Regions from separate parts of the Rattus norvegicus genome. Here all the other regions are linked to region 3. Evidence: chromatin contacts called from public Hi-C data. All regions are on one chromosome and are shown on one strand. Each heading gives the region's core, a stretch centred on a gene start, on an enhancer-like site or on the middle of the called end of the contact. The rest is flanking DNA. Distances are from core to core; before and after follow the strand shown.

The links. A called contact is a pair of places that touch in the nucleus more often than the background predicts.
Region 1: a Hi-C map of the A7r5 cell line shows a contact between it and region 3, with 6 times the contacts expected there. The contact joins the enhancer-like site here to the promoter of LOC120100833 in region 3. A contact is called at or near these places in 8 of 12 Hi-C or Micro-C datasets (the A7r5 cell line, the Rat2 cell line, Schwann cells and 5 more) and 1 of 1 datasets of contacts at active chromatin or transcription factors (oligodendrocytes).
Region 2: a contact with region 3 is called in a Hi-C map of the A7r5 cell line, with 3 times the contacts expected there. The contact joins the enhancer-like site here to the promoter of LOC120100833 in region 3. A contact is called at or near these places in 3 of 12 Hi-C or Micro-C datasets (the A7r5 cell line, the Rat2 cell line and mammary epithelial cells).

The regions. Positions count from the first base shown.
Region 1 is chr2:146,936,136-146,938,835 of GRCr8, forward strand. It overlaps Mbnl1 (muscleblind-like splicing regulator 1), which reads left to right. Exons shown (of 10, transcript NM_001412543.1): 4 at 1,725-1,925. Among named protein-coding and RNA genes, the nearest start is that of Mbnl1, 120 kb to the left of the region's middle. Within about 2 kb of position 1,311, at least 8 of the 93 cell types and tissues checked have an H3K27ac peak or open chromatin away from gene starts, as enhancers often do. A contact at or near this core is called in the A7r5 cell line, where this site is marked.
Region 2 is chr2:146,740,578-146,743,277 of GRCr8, forward strand. All of the region lies in intron 1 of LOC120100832 (a long non-coding RNA gene), which reads left to right. It also overlaps the pseudogene LOC120101133. Among named protein-coding and RNA genes, the nearest start is that of Mbnl1, 78 kb to the right of the region's middle. Within about 2 kb of position 1,439, at least 6 of the 93 cell types and tissues checked have an H3K27ac peak or open chromatin away from gene starts, as enhancers often do.
Region 3 is chr2:146,819,132-146,821,831 of GRCr8, forward strand. It overlaps LOC120100833 (protein FAM246C-like), which reads right to left and starts at 1,419. Exons shown (of 2, transcript XM_039103697.2): 1 at 113-1,419. The coding sequence starts at 1,419. The coding sequence ends at 676. It overlaps Mbnl1 (muscleblind-like splicing regulator 1), which reads left to right and starts at 903. Exons shown (of 10, transcript NM_001412543.1): 1 at 903-1,058.

The DNA of each region.
Region 1 (2,700 bases), core at 61-2,560, 120 kb after region 3:
AAACTTCCACCAACACAAGGTGCTCATAATTTGTGACAGCTGCATTCTATCCACATGTAGGTTTTCACTGTATTTTATTTGATGAGACTAATTGAGATCGAGTTTTATTGGCATACTGTCATTATTGTGTCAAGTCGGAGAACAATTTCTTCATCCTGAATGCCTTTATGAATGCAATAGCCTTAAGTAATTACTATAGTATACAGTGACATAAACATATCAGTAACTTCCTAAAGTAAGCACCAAATGGCCTTCTGGAAACTCATTTTAATTTACAGCAATGAATGCAAAGAGGAAGGATATAACTAACTTTCAATCGTTTAGAACTCTGCTAAATTTATAACAATTCTTCTATCTGCTCTGGGATTCCATGCCCTGTATCTGACTGTGTGCAACAGAATACAAATTTGACTAGAATATTCTTGGAGAGAAGTTGAAGTTTAATGTATGATCACCATGTAGGACTGCCCCTGTCATGGCCCTGCCCTGGCCTCTAGCGCACAAAGAGAAAGCCTGAAATCAGATGCTGTTTGGAGTTTTGCTGAGAGACAGATGCCACTGGGCCCAGTTTTACATGTGGATCCAGGTTGTTATTAGTGTGACACAGGGTGCTTTTTATTGCCTGAGGGCAGCTGCTTTGCATTGGTATAGGTTTGGAGTTTGGAGGCAAAAGACTTACTCTAGGATACTTCATTAGACAAGCGTCACAGAGCTGTCAGAGTAACTAAGCATGGCATTCACATATCAGTGTGAGCTATGCTGTTAGCAATTCTTCCCAGTGAGTCGGTGTTTGTATTAAACAGTCACACTCTTCTTACTAGAAACTTGTACACACGCAGAGCTGTCACGTAGGCTGCATGCTCAACTATGGCATAGTCCTTTAGGACCTTAAACTTTCATATTAAACAATGTCATTTACACATAGTAGATCCCTGGATTCTCTCCATCGAATGCAGTAGCACCACCCCAGTCCTGCCTGCTGACAGCCCATCCCATGTTGCCGGGCATAGTTAATTTTAATAATTCTGTGGCATTTCCTGAGACATATTCTGTCTGTCTTCACATTCCAGCCTTTTTCTGGGGAAGGTTAATTTCCATTGCTCAGCGCCTCACAAGCATGGGATGGGCTTGTAGAGCATTGAACCTTTCTTCTGAGAAACCCACATCAAGTGACGAGGCCAAATGCTGTCTCTTCTGTGCTCGAAAGACAATGTAATCATCACCTCTCACAACCCACAAGATCTGATAAATGCTCTGGCTGTAGCACTCAGTGATCCCCGGGGACTTCTGTGTCTGCTCGGATGATAGGCCCTTATAGTCTGTTAACACTTGAGAACAAACGTTTCGAGCGTACATGACACAGCAGTTACACAGTGTGTGTCTCAGACAGTTTTCTAGGATTGAGTCACAAAGGTGGAGACTGAGTGACCACAAACAATTGTCTGTACTGAGATATTTAAGACGTTAAACCGCAAGTATTCTAGATGCCAAACTTTGAAAACCCTCTGGAGGTGTTAATGCATAGTCTGCCTGCTAGATTTTGGGAAAAACAATGACCTAGCACATGTCTGTATACTAAAATCTTCTTAGACTAAATTAAAGACAGAATTAAATAGAAATAAAGGAAGAAATGAATGATAAATGAAGAATAAATGATAGTTGTGTAAGTATCAATTTGGAATTGAGGCTTGCCATTAAAATTTGCTTTTTGTTTTAATTTCCAGCCAATGTTTTCAGTTGCACCAAGCTTAGCCACCAATGCATCAGCAGCCTTTAATCCCTACCTGGGGCCTGTTTCCCCAAGCCTGGTTCCAGCAGAGATCTTGCCGACTGCACCAATGTTGGTCACGGGGAATCCTGGAGTTCCGGTGCCAGCAGCTGCTGCAGCTGCTGCACAGAAGTTAATGCGGACAGACAGACTGGAGGTAGGCTGAAGAGTTGGCCCTTCATGGTTTCCATTACAGTTCTTAAAGTGTTTATGGCCAGAATGGCTTTGAAACTGAAAGGACATGACCTGGTCCAGTATTTGTACTATTTTGTTAGGATATAGTTATGCTGTTTTGGTTAATATAACAGTTACAAAAACCAACAGCATCGTGTTTAGGTTCTTAGATGAGGACTAGGAACTGGGATCAGGGTGTCTCTTATTTCACTTTGTCTCAGTATCCTTAAAATCTTGCACATGGTGCTAATTCTCATACATCAAAGATTTAGGAAAAATATTTGGCACAGTTGTTTCTGGATGTTTATTGTAGAGATCAATACAATACAATGTTTATGGCCGTGAACAAACGGTTGAAGTGCAGAGCATCTCATAAACATGGAAGACAGTGGCTAGTGTGCAGGAGCGATTCTAAAACTCTCTGAAGATGTTGTCATAAGCTCCGAGTCCTTTCATTGAGACAGGCGCTTTTGTGAAATATGCCCTGATAAAAACACGTTTTAGTAGACCGTCACTTGATTGTCATAGTCTTGGAGTTGAGGATGAGTGCATGCTTTATGGTTGCTGACTGAAAAGGAAATTAGAGATATGGTTCTAGTTTGAAATTACTGTTCAGAATTTTAGCATGGCATGCATTAACAGGCTTGATAAACAGTTTCTGTAGGAAAATGGCCTATTAAGTAAAACCCCACACTGAATGGCCTCTCCTGTCTGTCTGCTTAGGAAGGGCCTGGGGCTGAGATGGCCTGCGTGTACTA
Region 2 (2,700 bases), core at 189-2,688, 79 kb before region 3:
ATCAGATGTTTACTTTCATGACAGTAGCAACATTAAAGTTATGAAGGAGCAACAGGATAGTTTAATAGTTCCACAGCATGAGGAATGGTATTAAAGGGTCACGGCATTAGGATTGTTGAGAACTACTGGTTTAGACACCATTGCCTAAATTTATATGCATTACTATAGGCAAATGTGATTCCTTTAGAATAAGCAGAGTCAGATATGGTTCTTTTAAATTCAGAAAGCAGACTCTTTAGCCTGCTGCCTTCCCTATGATACTCGATTGGGTTCCTAAGCGTGAACACCAGTAAACTGTAATAGGAAGTACACGGCTGCTTAATAGGTTTGCTGGTCTCTTACTCAGCTCCAGGCAGGGATATTTACCGATGTCTTCAAATACTTAAAAAGGTAGAAACTCTTGTTTACATTACTTATTAGCCTTTTATCTCATTAGGAATTCTTGCTCTATCTTACTTATCAAAAAAGTGTTTTTCTCTACATTTCTCTCTCAATCCCTATATTTCTCTTTCATCCCCAACTCAACTTCTTTAGATTTTTATAATGATGACTATCTATTTGTTGATTCTCTGTGCTCTCCGAAGAGCCTAAGAGTGATTGAGTATTGGAGGAGGAAATAAGAGATTTTAGGTAGGGTTTATTTTCCATCCAAAGAAATTGACATTATACCAGCTCCTCCTCACCCATACACAGAAGTATTCAAGAAATATTCTTTTGTTATCATGAGCAAAACTATGAACTCTCTGAAAATCCTTCCTTATTGGGATGAAAGACGACTCGATCCCACGTATCTTCCTGTACTGTCTCTCATCCTCTGTCTCATTGGCTCCAGAGTTGTATTAGGAGATAGATGTTGACTGGGATGCAGAAGGAGAAACACTGGTACCTTTTAAAGAATCTGCCCTTCTCTTACCTGCGACCTAAGTTACTGATACTCCGTGGACAAACCTTCTGCATTTTCAACAGAAGCCACAACTCTTAATTTTGTATGAAATGTTTTAAGTAGCAAATTTTAAGTTAAATGATCCAGTTTAAATAAAATGTGGCCCAATGGTCATTTTACGGCCTCAACCTTAAACTAAGTAAATGCCATAAGGACTTTTATCCCTTGGGGCTGTCTCTGCTCTCTGTTCTAAATAAAGGGGAGGAACCAGCTGTCGTGTGTGAAGCACTCATGATGAAGAGTTCAGTGAGGGTCTTAGGCAGCTCTTCCTTTCTGTGCTGATCATTATATTGTAAAGCAGTCTGCGCTTCACGGGACCACTGTGGTACCTGAGTTTGTGCATACACATACAGTATATTAGCCAACTTCAATCAGACAACAGGTCCTCCTTAAGTCAAGTTGGACAATGCGTTCAATGTATTTGGTTTGTTCTCTGATGTTATTTGAAACAACATCACTACAAGGAATGTAGTAGTAAAAGGGACGGAGCTAGAGGCCAAGTTTTCCATATCTGTTTCCAAAGCTTAGCTGAGAACCATTAAGAAGGGTTCATCTAAAGACATGAGTAAAAGAGATTAGACGAAATTAAAAAGAGATGATGAACAAAATGGGAGGGTTTGGCACTGAGTGTCCACAGAGCTGTTGGTGAGATGACAGGATACAGAAAGCAGAAAAAAATTGAAATGTAAGGATAGTTTCAAAGGGCTTATATTATGGTCTGGATGGGAATAAATCATATCATCACATTTTGTATTCTTTTCTCATTTACTACATCCTGAGTGCAGTTTTCTCTCCTTCCACTTCTCACAGCCCTCATGTCCTCTCTCCACCAGATGCATCCTTCCTGTTTCCCTTCAGAGAAAAGCAGGCCTAGGCCTCCCAGCGGTATCAACGAAATAGAGCATATCACGTTATAGCAAGGCCTGGCACATACCCTCATATCAAGGCTGGACAAGGCAATCCAGTAGAAGAAAAAGTGTCCCAAAAGCAGCAGAAAAGTCAGAGGCAACACCCACCCATTCCCACAATTAGGAGTTTAGGGGTATAGGTGGCTTATTCAGACTCCTAAAACAGACCTAAAATTATCAGTTCTACTTGGTCTAAAACGTACTTTAAGACATGGCTTCAGATTGCCTCTTCAGGCCTTGTTCAGCTCTGCAAATGATCCGCATTCTGCATCTGCCTCTTTGTTGTTGCTCAAACATGCTCGTAAATGCCACATGTCTGTCGGTGCTGTGCCCACATCCTCATCCTGTGAGCTCTGGCACTGAAGCTGCTGCCCTCAGAAGTTGTTCCCAAGTCCTTGGCAAGGTAAACACTATCTTTTCTCTACTAGAGTAGGTTGTGTTTCTTTTTGTTTTTTTCTAGAGAGGGTTTCTCAGTGTAGCCCTGAACCAGCCTGGCCTCAAATTCAGAGACTCACCTGCCTATGCCTCCAGAGTGCTGGGATAAAAGGCATGGAGGTCACCACCACATAGCTTACATTTAATTTTTCAATTAGCAATAATTATGCCTCATATAAACCTCATTGGTTACGATACTGTCACTGCGCAAAGCTTTAATTTTTAAAAATAATGTTTTGAGGTTACTTAAAATTTCCTAGGCCCCCTCCAACATTCAACATACAATTTTGAAAAGTTAGAAAAACAAGTACTTATCAGTGTGAAAAGATTACTGAGTTTTCCTGAGAATATAATGCATATAGGTGTTTCTGCTACTGAAATGAAGCAGAGGACCTTTCTAAGAGTGTTGAGCTT
Region 3 (2,700 bases), core at 169-2,668:
TAACACCTTCTGGACCTGGACATTTTTTTTTTATTCCGCCTAGGAAAGTATGCCTCACCCACTCAACACAAACACGTAGGGAGAAATCCAGCTACAGTTTGCCTTCGCTCACCGAATCTCCACGTATGTTCAAACCATGAAACAAACGTCTTTTAGTCAAAAATCATCCCTGACGAAGTTATCAGAATTCCTGAAATTCACCGGAAATCCCGTCCACAGATGTTCAAACTTTATCTCTTCTTAGGCACTCATAATTCTTTTCATTCAAAGCCAAGTTACAGGATAGCACCTCGTGAAATAGGGGCTGGTGTTTCATTTGCTCGGGCCGGCAGTTGCCCAGGGTTTGTTTGCGTGGGAGTACCTCTGCATAGCCTAAGATGTTATTTTATTTTAAAAGAGGAAGCTCTGCTTGCTTTCTGTACACCACCTGGCAGAGTTGGAAGTAAGGGAGCCTTTAAACTGCAAGTTTTATTTGCCGATGAGGCGGGAAGGTGGCCTGTGTTTGTGTTTGGGTGACGATCAGTTTTCTCGCAGAACTCCAAAACTGAGCGTTGATTGCTGAGAAAGATACCCACCAACACCCGTGCAGCTTCTTTCCCGCCCTTCGCCTTCCAGGTTCCAGGCGGTGCGGTTCTTCTGCCGCTGCAGGCCGGGCCGCTGACTCTAACCTTCCGTCTAACCTTGCGGGCCTCGCAGACTGGGCGCGGAGCCCCAGGAGCTGGAGCAGCGGTGAGCGGCGCGGGCCCGGGCGAGCGGGCGAGCGGGCGGGCGGGGGCCGGGGCTGCGCGTGGGAGCTCGGCGCGTCCGCGCGCCTTCCTGGCGGGGCTGGCGCGGGGGAGGGGCCGCGCAGCGGCGGAAACCGGCGCGCGGCGATAAGAGGCTGCACGGCGACATGCCACAGTCTCTCAACGCAGCCCGACGAGTCGGGGCGCTAGCCATGCTCCGGTGACCCGGACCCGGCCAGTTTCCTTTCCCGTGGCGGGCATCCCGGAGTAGCGATCCCACAATGCCCCGGGCAGTCGGGGCCCCGGCGGGCAGCCTGCACGGCCACGTGAGAGGTGAGTGGCGGGGCGGCCGCGCATTGTTCTGCGCTGCGGGCGGCGCTGCGGCGGCCTCCGGTGGCGCTCGGGGGTCCTCGGCCCGTACCGTGGCCGCGCGCTGAGGCTCCCGGCCCTGCTCCGCGCCTCTCTGCGGGCCCCCGCAGGGCGCCGCGGGGCAGGACCGGTGGCCCGGGAGCTGGGGCAGGTGCGTGACCGAGTGCTGTGAACTCGGTGACCTCTGCCAGGGTCGATGGGGACGGCCACGGGTCGCGCGGGTCCCGGCAGCGCCCGCATCCCTCTGCCGGGGCTGCCATCCAGCACCGGCTTCATGTGGGCCAAGTATGTGCACGCAGAGGTTAATGCTCTGCCTGCCACCCATAAATTACGCATGACATGTTTAGTTGGGCTGCCTTATATGGAGAGTGCTGTATTTCAGTCCAGTGTGCTTTTTGCCAAGTTTACAGGGCGGAAGACGCCCTGCTTGAGAGGGCTGCCGCTTTTCCTCCCTTTCTGGTCGGTTTGTAGTGCGTCACTCAAAAAACTGTAAGAAAAGTAAGTATAGAGCTTTTCAGGGTGGAGCCACAGAAGGCTGGAGGAATTGCTTTCATGAAAAGTAATCAGTATATGGACTGGTTTTTAAATAAAATCAAGACAGATATGTAGCCTTTCCTCAACCTTAAAGAAAAAGACGACCGACTCTAATATTGTTAGTAATGTGTCATATGATACTATTTTGATTTTAGAGCATGTAACATGAGATTTAAAGAAATTATATGTATATATAATTTATATATATTATATATATAATATATATGGAGCTGAAGCCTTCCTGGCTAGCCCACAGCATGTTACAACTACAGGGGTGTTGAGACAGGCCTATTAGGCTGCTAAAATGGGTTTATGTGCAGTATACATCCCCAGGATTAAAAACAAAGTTAGAAGCTCCCTGGAAGGTTATTGCTACGGTCTTAGGTTTCTGTGTTCACCAGCCCAAACACACACCATAGCAAGTGATTAATAAAGTCTGCCACACTCTGAGCTATTTCATAAACAAATTAATGCAAGGAGAGGGAAGTCATAATTATGGCCTGTGGATATGCCGGATTTCTGCAGCCTTTGAAATAGTACACTAGTGGACACTTTAGACCCCCTTCCTGGGTTTCAACACAGTGTTTACACAAAGAACTTACTTAGTCCATAACTTTCCACAGTAGGTCAGTGTCTCTGTCCACACTCTCTTCTATGCTTTACAGTGTTGATGTTGTTAACCTGGTCCTGTTTTTGACCTAAAATTCTGGTCCCCGAGACAAGTTAAAGTGAAGATTGAAGGGCTGCAGAATGCTGAAGGACTTAGTCAGTACGCAGGATGTGTTGAGTATGTAGTTGGTAGCCTGAAGATAATGCGTTATTTCACAGCGGGAGAAAGCACGTGGCTGTCACTTCCGTCTTCTCCACCTGAAAAGTTGGTGACAGCTAAACTAGCTTTCTAGAAACCCATCCTGTTCCAACTTCCTGCATTTGTACAGGGTTACCTTCTCTTTTTATCTCTGTTATGCTTCTTTCCTTATTCAAGATCTAGACATAGTTTTTTATGTTTCTTTGTTTAATGCAGAGTTTCCTCAGCCAGAGCTACTAAGTTGACTGTTGTGTTCATAGAACA